2 separate regions of the Mus musculus genome follow, and region 1 is linked to region 2. The links are chromatin contacts, called in public Micro-C maps. All regions are on one chromosome and are shown on one strand. The core of a region is the stretch at or near the end of the contact, and the rest is flanking DNA. Distances in the headings are between cores, read along the strand shown.

What was found. A called contact is a pair of places that touch in the nucleus more often than the background predicts.
Region 1: a Micro-C map of embryonic stem cells shows a contact between it and region 2, with 2.1 times the contacts expected there. The contact joins two enhancer-like sites. A contact is called at or near these places in 4 of 39 promoter capture datasets (the C10 cell line, embryonic stem cells, liver and 1 more), 1 of 15 datasets of contacts at CTCF or cohesin (pro-B cells), 5 of 484 Hi-C or Micro-C datasets (the Ba/F3 cell line, the HL-1 cell line, cortical neurons and 2 more), 3 of 115 datasets of contacts at active chromatin or transcription factors (all in embryonic stem cells) and 1 of 9 other capture datasets (embryonic stem cells).

The regions. Positions count from the first base shown.
Region 1 is chr8:33,439,218-33,445,684 of GRCm38.p6, reverse strand. No RefSeq gene overlaps it. Among named protein-coding and RNA genes, the nearest start is that of Purg, 57 kb to the right of the region's middle. Within about 2 kb of position 1,929, at least 52 of the 459 cell types and tissues checked have an H3K27ac peak or open chromatin away from gene starts, as enhancers often do. A contact at or near this core is called in embryonic stem cells, where this site is marked.
Region 2 is chr8:33,225,724-33,232,427 of GRCm38.p6, reverse strand. No RefSeq gene overlaps it. Among named protein-coding and RNA genes, the nearest start is that of Gm33281, 80 kb to the right of the region's middle. Within about 2 kb of position 1,512, at least 6 of the 459 cell types and tissues checked have an H3K27ac peak or open chromatin away from gene starts, as enhancers often do. A contact at or near this core is called in embryonic stem cells, where this site is marked.

The DNA of each region.
Region 1 (6,467 bases), core at 680-3,179, 210 kb before region 2:
GTCCACACTTTGGTCTTTGTTCTTCTTGAATTTCATGCGTTTGGCAAGTTGTATCTTATATCTTGGGTATCCTAAGTTTCTGGGCTATTATCCACTTATCAGTGAGTACATATTGTGCGAGTTCCTTTGTGATTGGGTTACTTCACTCAGGATGATACCCTCCAGGTCCATCCATTTGCCTAGGAATTTCATAAATTCATTTTTTTAAATAGCTGAGTAGTATTCCATTGTGTAAATGTACCACATTTTCTGTATCCATTCCTCTGTTGAGGGGCATCTGGGTTCTTTCCAGCTTCTGGCTATTATAAACAAGGCTGCTATGAACATAGTGGAGCATGTGTTCTTCTTACCGGTTGGGACATCTTCTGGGTATATGCCCAGGAGAGGTATTGCTGGATCCTCTGGTAGTACTATGTCCAATTTTCTGAGGAACCACCAGACTGATTTCCAGAGTGGTTGTACAAGCTTGCAATCCCACCAACAATGGAGGAGTGTTCCCCTTTCTCCACATCCTCGCCAGCATCTGCTGTCACCTGAGGTTTTGATCTTAGCCATTCTGACTGGAGTGAAGTGGAATCTCAGGGTTGTTTTGATTTGCATTTCCCTGATGATTAAGGATGTTGAACATTTTTTCAGGTGCTTCTCTGCCATTCGGTATTCCTCAGGTGAGAATTCTTTGTTCAGTTCTGAGAGGGGATTCTTTTATCTACTAGTTCCTGCTTGTCTTCAGATGAGCCCAGCTCCTATGACATGCAGATCTACTCTGTGCTCAATGAGAACAGCTCCTGCAGGCACACGGAGCCTCCACAAGGGGCTTGCTAGGAAGCTTATGCTAATGCTGACAGCTCACATCTAGAACTACCTGTGAACCTCAGAGTGTGGGAGAGGGTGAGATCAAGGCCCTGGTGCATCTGCTACAATATTCAATTATTCAATGCTTACTGAGTACGTATGATATACTGGATGCTCTGTCAGATGGGGCAATTTCTCTGAGGTCTACGTTTTGGTTTTAATATTCTCCGCAACCCAGACTTGCTTCAAACAGGTTACAATATGAGGAGAAATGCAGAGAAACTTGTAAGCTCAAGGTGGAAAAACACATTGTATTGATGTGGTAACCAGCTATATCCAAAGCTGATTTGGGTTCAGACTCTCTCTCTCTCTCTCTCTCTCTCTCTCTCTCTCTCTCTCTCTCTCTCTCTCTCTCTCTTTGGTTTTTGGTTTTTTGAGACAGGGTTACTCTGTGTAGCCCTGGCTGTCCTGGAAATCACTTTGTAGACCAGGCTGGCCTCGAACTCAGAAATCCACTTGCCTCTGCCTCCTGAGTTCTGGGATTAAGGGCGTGTGCCACCACTGCCCAGCCAGACTTCTCTCTTAAACTGACTCAACAATCCATGTTCTTTCTTATCACTCTGCCTGCTTTTTCTGTTTTCAACCTGATTCCATTGTCAGAATCTTCCCTGTGAAGCAGCTCATATAGTGAGTGTCTCCTTTACTGGTCTGGTGTTCTCATAAGAATGCTCATCTGCGATGACCCTGGTCTTCTAAGACTTACCACTCCCGTTCTGTAATCAGAAAATGTCATGTGCTTTTCTGATGTTCCAGGTGAAGGGGAGATGGATTTTCCTTTAGGTTAGTAGATTGTTAGTGAGGAAAGACAAGGCCCTGCCAGCTTCACCTTGTGCAAATGTCTAAATGTCTCCCTGGTAGCATCTAGTAAGAACTCTCTGAAGTCAATGCAGTAAAGGAATAACGGTGGGAAAAAAATGGAGAGATGATGATCCATTTGTTTGACTGGATAGCTGTCCTCTGAGGTAAACAAAAGCATCAAGAACAATACAGCAGTAGGAGGTCTCAGGGCTGTGGGAGGGAGCTAACAGGAACAGAGCCCAAAGGAACAATAACAAAACCAAAAGATTTAGCAATTCTAACCGCTGAAAGGCAACTTCCTCCTTAACCATGGAAACAGTTGCGGAGAACAATGGCAAAGACAACTCAGTTCCTAGCTGGACAAGAGCATTCTCCTGTTTGGAAGTGGTTTTAGCTGTTGCCGGAGGGGAAAGAGGAAAGGGAGTGAAGGTTTGGCAGTTTTGTGCATCAGAAAACAATTCCAGAATAGAGGATATAACTCAGTGTATAGCATGTGTGAGGGTGTGGTGGTTTGTCTGTGCTTGGCCCAGGGAGTGGCACTATTTGGAGGTGTGGCCCTGTTGGGATAGGTGTGGCCTTGCTGGAGTAGGTGTGTCACTGTGGGCATGGGCTTTAATAATCCTCATCCTAGCTGCCTGGGAGCCAGTCTTCTGCTAGCAGCCTTCAGATGAAGATGTAGAACTCTCAGCTCTGCCTACATCATGCCTGCCTGGATGTTGCCATGTTCTCACCTTGATGAACCCTAACTAAGACAGAAGACCAGGGTACATTCAGGAGTTCATGAAACAACATGAATGTAAATGGAGACCACAAGGGTACATTACTCTTTGAAGACTCTTAGCCAGGAAGGAAAAAGAAACAGGAGAATGGCAGCCGTGAAAGAATACAGGGTCCCAAAACTTGTGAGCAAGTGAGCACACTATCCTTTGATACCAGTGGGTATAGTTAGAACATTTTGTTTCATTATTTTTCTTTTTCTAAATAAAGAATGAGTATTTTTTAAAACACAATTTTTAGTATTTCTTCAGGAATTTCACATTATGCACCCCAATCCCACTCATTTCCTAGTTCTTCCATATCTGCCTTCTACCCCCACCTCTATCCCCCAACCCCCTCAAATCTAGCAGACCTCTCTGGGCAACAGCCTCCTCTTCTATCAGCCACAGCTTTCTCTAATACCTGCCATAGCTGTCCTGTTTGCAGCTCTGCTGCCATGTGTGTGTCACGGTATACACTCTTTTCCTGAAACAGCTTTACTTGAGAATGTACATTGCAATGAGTTATTGGTCCGGTTGGAGGCCTCTGGCTTCTGCTACTTCATCAATACTGGATCCTCACCAGGATGCCTCTTGGATATCCTTCTGTTGCCCTGAGTCATGGAAATCCTGTAGCTTTGGTTCTGCAGGACTGGTCCTCACATACTCCAGCAGTTCACAGATGAGGTAGATGTTGGGATGGACCAATTCAAAGCCCTGAATCTGGCCCTGGGTGGTAGGTGAGTTGGTTAGCTCTCTCGAGTTCATGCTCCAGGGCCAGCTCTCTGGTGCTACCCTGGCAGAGGGTGGGGCTTTTATTTTTCCCCATTGCAGTTTATATGTGTGGGTGTTTTGTTTCTGGTATGTCTATGTACAATGTGTATGCAGTTCCTACAGAAGCCAAAAGAGGGCATCAGATCAGATCTCAACTTGGCTGTGTATTTATATTTAATATAAGATCAGTCTTTTTAATTGTGATAAAAACATGGAACATGAAATTTATCCTTTTTAACTCTTTTAAGTGTATAATATAGCAGTGCTTAGTACACACACAGTATTGCATATTCATTGCTACTATCTATCTATTTAGTTGAGCCTTTCAAAAACAATAATATTTGAGTTAAATTCTTTTTGTTATAATGTTTCCTAAGAGATCTAGTCAATTGCTGGAATGCTGACTCAAAACCATTATATGAAATTAACTTATGAAAGCAATACTTGTAAGGGCAAAGAAATAATCCATCCTCAGGGCACAGAGGAGCTATTTCTCTAAGATACATATTGGATGGGTATGCTCTTGTTGTATCCTGAATACCTTTCAGTTTAATATTAGGATTGTAGAAGGGCCCAGTGCAGGAAAGCCTTCATTAAGTAATGAAGCTTGTTTAATGCTCACACTTAGAAACACAAGTGGATGATTCCCATTGGCAAGTCACCCACTCTTGAGCTGTTGATCCTAACATGCCCTGGGCTCTTATGCTTAAGAGTCTTTTAAAAAAATAATATGGAAAGCACTTAAAGACTTGAGATCTGAAATACCAGCTCTCCTACATGGAGATAAGGGAAGACATATATCCAAGATGTGGGAAAGGGCTCTACTCATTGAACCGTGTGCATGTGTTCATGTGTGTATGTGTGTGTATGTGTGTACCTGCATGTGCATGTGCATGTGTGTGTCTATGTGATCCTATAGAGTGGATGTAGGGCCTCCATTATTCTAAGCAGGCATTATACCTCGGAGCCACAACTCCAGTTCTGCATTGAATGAACTCCTTCACTCTGCCCTTTAAAAACTTTAATTAACTTTAAAAAAATGTATTTTATGTGTTCAGGTGTTTTGCCTGCATATGTATCTGTGTACCATCTGTGCGCAGTGCCAACAGAGGCCTGAATATGGCACTATTTCCTTATGGAGTTACAGATGGTTGAGCAATGGTCTAGGTGTTGCCAATCAATCCTTGATCCTCTGGAAGAGCAGGCACTGCTGATCTCTCTCTACAGCCCCTAGTTTTATTTTTTAAAATATAAATTTTTATATATTTTTATACTGTACTTACACCTTTTCCCTCTTCTCTGTCCTGCCTCCAGCTCCTTCAGTAACCCCCCTGCCCCAATTTCAGTATCTCCCCCAACTTTCAAATTCACGGCCTCATTTTTCATATTGCCTTTTACTTTTCATGTTTTATACATAGACATTAATATGTATATGAATTAATATATAAATACAACCTGCTGAACTCATCTACTTTTGCCATATTTATGTTTACTTAGAGCTTACAACTTTTTTTGTGTGTATTGGAAGTCTGTTGTGTGGTATCCACCAGAAAAGGCTTCTTGGACATGAGTTTAGATCCACAGAAGAGTCTTTAGTAGCTGGCTGGCAACCATTCTTGGTGTTCAGGAACCCAGTGTAGCCCTGAGCCTTTCTTAGAGTGAGGTTTTACACACAAAAACCGTATCCTGGGCTGAGATACTTCAATTAATAAGAACAGTTGGTGAGAAGCAGAACTTGAGAAGCTAAAAAGCACGGTCAGTACTTTGGAAACTTTCCCAGCACTGTGAACTTGGGTGGATTAGGTCTGTTTTAACATGTGACGCTAACTCCGTGCTGAGTTTTATGACCTGAATGGTACTTCCATGATGGAGTCGGTGGTGCTAAGGTCCAGCGGGGGTGGGGGTGGGGGTCTGTTACAAAGTCACACCTGAGAAAGACCGACTCGTCCTCTCTCAACAGTCATTAGTTGCCTGTAGCTCTTCGCCTTGGGGTGGAGCCTCGTGAGATTCCCCCCATCTAAGTAGTATGTCAACTGGTGTTGTGACTGTTGGGGTCTTGTTTAGGCAATCATGTTAAGATTTCATAGGTGCAGTTCCTGCACGTATAGAAGACAGATGTCTTGTCGTTTGACTCTTAGAACCTTTCCATCCCCTCTTCTGTGGTGTTCCCTGAGTCTCAGGTGTGGGGCTTGTGTTGTAGATGTATCTATTCAATCTGCGCATCCCAGGGGCTGTGTTCTCTGAATTCTATCCAGTTGCGGCTTTCTATAATTGTTTCTGCTGCAACGAAGAAGCCTGGAAAACTTGAGTCAGGGTCTCCATCTGTCGTTGAACTTGCTATGTAGCCGAGGATAGCCTGGAGCTTATCGTCCTGCCTCTTCCTCTTGAGTGATGAGATTACAGGCGTGACTCACTACACCTGGCCTCACCCAGAACTTCTGTTCAATAAAAGCAACAGAAGGGTAAATCAGCTTTTCCTTGACTGCTTTTCTGCATCGAAAAAGGTCTGAATGCTTGACGTATTTGATGTAGGTGGAAACCGTTGCAGATAGGAATTTATATGCTTGGATCTTTGCATACATGTTGGGAGGGTTACATCTAACCAAACATGGAAAAGGTAGCCCAGCAAGATGGCTGAGTAGGTAAAGATGCTTGCTCTCAAGTTTGATGACCTGAGTTCAATCCGTGGGGCCAAAATGGAGAAAGACAGAAATCAACTCTCAAAGTTGCTTTCTGATTCTCTCTCTCTCTCTCTCCCTCTCTCTCTCTCTCTCTCTCTGTGTGTGTGTGTAAAAATATGAAAAACAAAGGCTCTCTTAGAGAAAGGGCTAAAACTTGTGTGATGATATCTATATCTTTAATTTTGATTGCAGAATAAGGTTTTGAGTCTTTGGGTATTTTACAACTTTTTGTTGGAATCATTTAAAAGAATCAAAATTCGGCTAATTCTCCGAAACAGGAATCAGCTGTGATTTTGGCAGTGGTTAGTGTGGTTACTAATTGGCTCTCTTGCTTTTGTCTCCAGTCAATCATTTCTGATCAAGTAGGGAAATAATCGAAAGATTCTGCTATCTACTTCCCAGCAACCCATGTAAGAATTCTCTCTGAGAATCACCTTTTAATCAAATGCTTACATTTTACGTATCTTTCATGTAACAAACACCTATGTGCTTAGGTGTCAAGAATGTGGTAGTAAGACACCACCACCAGGCTTATTCTGAAAACAGCTTGAAAATTCTGTAAATGAGCATTTTCCAAGTGAGAAATTTGTCAAGCTGGGATTTTTCT
Region 2 (6,704 bases), core at 263-2,762:
TTGTCGGGTAGTACATAATTTTTTCCTACTAACTGGAACAGCATTGCTTTGACTTTTTGCTTTTTGTTTTGTTTTGTTTCTGTCATCGAGACTTTCATTATGTGGTCTCTAGGCTTGCTTTAGACTTGTGACCTGGGCTTGGGGATTACAGATGTGCCCATGCCCAGGACTGAATGGTCTTAAAATGAAACTCCTGCAGTACAGCCGAGGCTGAGGCCTCGCGGGATCTGCCTGTTTGTTTAAGCCTTATTCCATCTTTCTGTGTCCTTAAAGATGCTCAAGATGGCATGATGTCCTCATTAGCTCTTCTTTTCTCTTACAAGACTCTCTGTTAACCATGGCAAAGTCCTCAGTCTTTCCCTCCTGTTCAATGGAAGGGCTGGGGTAGCTCAGAGGCAGGGGGCTCACCGAGTGCACTCCCACCCCAGCACTGCCCTGTATACTAAATGCCAAGAGCCATTTAGGAGAAGCTGGAAACTAGTAGTCGATCTTCCTGAGATGGTTCTGCCATAGACTGTCAATCTATGGTGGATTTGCTTCTCTAGGATAGGCTGAGGAACAATTCCTGCTATTAATATGCTTTTTTGTTATTACCAAATATATAACAATTACTAGGTATTGGCCCACCAGTTTGAGCAGGTTTTTGCAGACCTATGAAGATATGCTATCTTGTAGTGATGCTATATAGACAAAAAAATAATGATTCTTTAGAATTCCTGATGTAATCCAAATAATTTTAGGAAGAAAGTTTTTAGAGATGGTCTTTTTTTTTTTAAAGATCTATTTATTTATTATATGTAAGTACACTGTAGCTGTCTCCAGACACTCCAGAAGAGGGTGCCAGATCTTGTTAAAGATGGTTGTGAGCCACCATATGGTTGCCAGGAACTGAACTCAGGACCTTCGGAAGAGCAGTCAGTGCTCTTAACCGCTGAGCCATCTCTCCAGCCCTTGAGATGGTCTTAGTTGCTAGAAAGATGTAATAAAGTTAAAATCAAGAATAGAATGTACCCACTCCTCAGAATAGTAAGTAAAGGCTGCATAATAAGAAATACAGTGAGCTTCCAAAATCACACTAAAAAAAGAAACGGACTTGGGACAATTTCGTGTCCAAGGAAAAACATTTAGGTCCAAAGATAAAGTCACAGGTGTGTACTATGATAAAGCAAGGCCATGCAAAAACTGTCACATCCATCCATCCATCCACCCACCCAAATGTGTGTGTCTGTTTGTCTACATGTTTGTGTGTAGGTATATGTATATGTGTAAGCATGCATGAATACTTGTGGAGTTGATTGTGACAGACGGTCAGCCCCAGGCACAGTATGGGTGTATGAATGCTTGAATGTTCACGAGTCTGTGCATATTTGCCTATATAAAGCATCTTAATTCTTTTCCTTTCCTTCCTCTCTGGTTCGCAAAGAGTTAACCAGCATAGCCGGAGAGGCTTCTGGCTCATTCACTAGAGAAAAGCACACCAGCAATAAATCCTTTTATTTAACTCCCTGCTGTTTCATGTTGAGGTGCTAAACACCAGAGAGTGCAGTTTCTGGCCTCTGAGGCAGGTCAGCTACCATTGCCAAGGAACTCAGACCTAAGACTAGCAAGCATTTTATTATAGAAAAGGCAACCCTAAATATCTCACAAGACCAAGTCTTGCCCCCACTGATGCTCTTCCCCTTCCACTTACCCCAAGAGAGAACCAAGAAAGAACAGCCGAGATGGCCCCAGCAACTAAAGACTATGGCCCCCATCCCAGCATTGCCTAGTAAACTAAAGCTGTGACTTTAATCCCAGGTACTGCCACAACATCTTTACTGGTTTGCTTAACATCGGGAGTGCACTATACAGTCTCTTTTAACTGCTCCAATTTACCAAACAGTGCATCCCACTTCCGATGTACTAGAACTTGTGCTTACTATGTTTATGTTTGATATATCCCACTTGAAAATAAATTTAACAGAGGAGGAGGGATTTATGTCTGTTTTTGAAAGTATAACAAAGTAAAAACAAAATTCTAGGCCTTTAGGCCTAGGCTTGGGAATGTGACCTCTGTGACTCATTGCTCCAAGGTATGCTAATCATAAAACAGATAGTGACATTCCTCCACCCACCTGCTTCCTGGGTTCAAAGAGTGTTCATTCAAAGAAAGTCACCTTGACCATTGCTGGAACCCACTATGCAAATGTGCTATTGTTGGGGCTCTTAGAAACCTGCACAATTACCAGGTATTCCTTGCGACTCTTGTGACTTTGCACTTCCTTGGGACTCTTTTTTTTTTTTTTTTTTTTTTTTCAGGCATCATTCTGTCATCTTTATTGCTAAAACTTCTTGTAGTGGCTTCCTGATCTTTGGTATACAAAAGACCAGGAAGCCACTCCAAGTATATGAGGATTCAAGTTTATCATGAGAGTATCATGAGAGAAAGGAAACCCACTACAGACATTTTGAACAGGAATTATCTTATTGATATTTTAATACTCTAAATAGCCTTGCCTTGTAATGATCTACCTTTTTTTTCTTTCCATTTTTTATTAGGTATTTAGCTCATTTACATTTCCAATGCTATACCAAAAGTCCCCCATACCCACCCACCCCCACTCCCCTACCCGCCCACTCCCCCTTTTTGGCCCTGGCGTTCCCCTGTTCTGGGGCATATAAAGTTTGTGTGTCCAATGAGCCTCTCTTTCCAGTGATGGCCGACTAGGCCATCTTTTGATACATATGCAGCTAGAGTCAAGAGCTCCGGGGTACTGGTTAGTTCATAATGTTGATCCACCTATAGGGTTGCAGATCCCTTTAGCTCCTTGGGTACTTTCTCTGGCTCCTCCATTGGGAGCCCTGTGATCCATCCATTAGCTGACTGTGGGCATCCACTTCTGTGTTTGCTAGGCCCCGGCATAGTCTCACAAGAGACAGCTACATCTGGGTCCTTTCGATAAAATCTTGCTAGTGTATGCAATGGTGTCAGCGTTTGGATGCTGATTATGGGGTGGATCCCTGGATAAGGCAGTCTCTACATGGTCCATCCTTTCATCTCAGCTCCAAACTTTGTCTCTGTAACTCCTTCCAAGGGTGTTTTGTTCCCACTTCTAAGGAGGGGCAGAGTGTCCACACTTCAGTCTTCATTTTTCTTGAGTTTCATGTGTTTAGGAAATTGTATCTTATATCTTGGGTATCCTAGGTTTTGGGCTAATATCCACTTATCAGTGAGTACATATTGTGTGAGTTCCTTTGTGAATGTGTTACCTCACTCAGGATGATGCCCTCCAGGTCCATCCATTTGGCTAGGAATTTCATAAATTCATTCTTTTTAATAGCTGAGTAGTACTCCATTGTGTAGATGTACCACATTTTCTGTATCCATTCCTCTGTTGAGGGGCATCTGGGTTCTTTCCAGCTTCTGGCTATTATAATTAAGGCTGCTATGAACATAGTGGAGCATGTGTCCTTCTTACCAGTTGGGGCATCTTCTGGATATATGCCCAGGAGAGGTATTGCTGGATCCTCCGGTAATACTATGTCCAATTTTCTGAGGAACCGCCAGACGGATTTCCAGAGTGGTTGTACAAGCCTGCAATCCCACCAACAATGGAGGAGTGTTCCTCTTTCTCCACATCCTCGCCAGCATCTGCTGTCACCTGAATTTTTGATCTTAGACATTCTGACTGGTGTGAGGTGGAATCTCAGGGTTGTTTTGATTTGCATTTCCCTGATGATTAAGGATGTTGAACATTTTTTCAGGTGCTTCTCTGCCATTCGGTATTCCTCAGGTGACAATTCTTTGTTCAGTTCTGAGCCCCATTTTTTAATGGGGTTGTTTGATTTTCTGAAGTCCACCTTCTTGAGTTCTTTATATATGTTGGATATTAGTCCCCTATCTGATTTAGGATAGGTAAAGATCCTTTCCCAATCTGTTGGTGGTCTCTTTGTCTTATTGACGGTGTCTTTTGCCTTGCAGAAACTTTGGAGTTTCATTAGGTCCCATTTGTCAATTCTCGATCTTACAGCACAAGCCATTGCTGTTCTGTTCAGGAATTTTTCCCCTGTGCCCATATCTTCAAGGCTTTTCCCCACTTTCTCCTCTATAAGTTTCAGTGTCTCTGGTTTTATGTGAAGTTCTTTGATCCATTTAGATTTGACCTTAGTACAAGGAGATAAGTATGGATCGATTCGCATTCTTCTACATAATAACAACCAGTTGTGCCAGCACCAATTGTTGAAAATGCTGTCTTTCTTCCACTGGATGGTTTTAGCTCCCTTGTCGAAGATCAAGTGACCATAGGTGTGTGGGTTCATTTCTGGGTCTTCAATTCTATTCCATTGGTCTACTTGTCTGTCTCTATACCAGTACCATGCAGTTTTTACCACAATTGCTCTGTAGTAAAGCTTTAGGTCAGGCATGGTGATTCCACCAGAGGTTCTTTTATCCTTGAGAAGAGTTTTTGCTATCCTAGGTTTTTTGTTATTCCAGATGAATTTGCAAATTGCTCCTTCTAATTCGTTGAAGAATTGAGTTGGAATTTTGATGGGGATTGCATTGAATCTGTAGATTGCTTTTGGCAAGATAGCCATTTTTACAATGTTGATCCTGCCAATCCATGAGCATGGGAGATCTTTCCATCTTCTGAGATCTTCTTTAATTTCTTTCTTCAGAGACTTGAAGTTTTTATCATACAGATCTTTCACTTCCTTAGTTAGAGTCACTCCGAGATATTTTATATTATTTGTGACTATTGAGAAGGGTGTTGTTTCCCTAATTTCTTTCTCAGCCTGTTTATTCTTTGTGTAGAGAAAGGCCATTGACTTGTTTGAGTTAATTTTATATCCAGCTACTTCACCGAAGCTGTTTATCAGGTTTAGGAGTTCTCTGGTGGAATTTTTAGGGTCACTTATATATACTATCATATCATCTGCAAAAAGTGATATTTTGACTTCCTCCTTTCCAATTTGTATCCCCTTGATCTCCTTTTGTTGTCGAATTGCTCTGGCTAATACTTCAAGTACTATGTTGAAAAGGTAGGGAGAAAGTGGGCAGCCTTGTCTAGTCCCTGATTTTAGTGGGATTGCTTCCAGCTTCTCTCCATTTACTTTGATGTTGGCTACTGGTTTGCTGTAGATTGCTTTTATCATGTTTAGGTATGGGCCTTGAATTCCTGATCTTTCCAGAACTTTTATCATGAATGGGTGTTGGATCTTGTCAAATGCTTTTTCTGCATCCAACGAGATGATCATGTGGTTTTTGTCTTTGAGTTTGTTTATATAGTGGATTACATTGATGGATTTTCGTATATTAAACCATCCCTGCATTCCTGGAATAAAACCTACTTGGTCAGGATGGATGATTGCTTTAATGTGTTCTTGGATTCGGTTAGCGAGAATTTTATTGAGGATTTTTGCATCGATATTCATAAGAGAAATTGGTCTGAAGTTCTCTATCTTTGTTGGATCTTTCTGTGGTTTAGGTATCAGAGTAATAGTGGCTTCATAAAATGAGTTGGGTAGAGTACTTTCTACTTCTATCTTGTGAAAAAGTTTGTGCAGAACTGGAATTAGATCTTCTTTGAAGGTCTGATAGAACTCTGCACTAAACCCGTCTGGTCCTGGGCTTTTTTTGGCTGGGAGACTATTTATAACTGCTTCTATTTCTTTAGGGGATATGGGACTGTTTAGAAGGTCAACTTGATCCTGATTCAACTTTGGTACCTGGTATCTGTCCAGAAATTTGTCCATTTTTTCCAGGTTTTCCAGTTTTGTTGAGTATAGCCTTTTGTAGAAGGATCTGATGGTGTTTTGGATTTCTTCAGGATCTGTTGTTATGTCTCCCTTTTCAGTTCTGATTTTGTTAATTAGGATTTTGTCTCTGTGCCCTCTAGTGAGTCTAGCTAAGGGTTTATCTATCTTGTTGATTTTGTCAAAGAACCAACTCCTCGTTTGGTTAATTCTTTGAATAGTTCTTCTTGTTTCCACTTGGTTGATTTCACCCCTGAGTTTGATTATTTCCTGCCGTCTACTCCTCTTGGGTGAATTTGCTTCCTTTTTTTCTAGAGCTTTTAGATGTGTTGTCAAGCTGCTAGTATGTGCTCTCTCCCGTTTCTTCATGGAGGCACTCAGAGCTATGAGTTTCCCTCTTAGAAATGCTTTCATTGTGTCCCAAAGGTTTGGGTACGTTGTGGCTTCATTTTCATTAAACTCTAAAAAGTCTTTAATTTCTTTCTTTATTCCTTCCTTGACCAAGGTATCATTGAGAAGAGTGTTATTCAGTTTCCACGTGAATGTTGGCTTTCCATTATTTATGTTGTTATTGAAGATCAGTCTTAGGCCATGGTGGTCTGATAGGATACATGGGACAATTTCAATATTTTTGAATCTGTTGAGGCCTGTTTTGTGACCTATTATGTGGTAAATTTTGGAGAAGGTACCATGAGGTGCTGAGAAGAAGGTATATCCTTCTGTTTTAGGATAAAATGTTCTGTAGATATCTGTCAGATCCATTTGTTTCATCACTTCTGTTAGTTTCAGTGTGTCCCTGTTTAGTTTCTGTTTCCATGATCTGTCCATTGGTGAAAGTGGTGTGTTGAAGTTTCCCACTATTATTGTGTGAGGTGCAATGTGTGCTTTGAGCTTTACTAAAGTTTCTTTAATGAATGTGGCTGCCCTTGTATTTGGCGCATAGATATTCAGAATTGAGAGTTCCTCTTGGA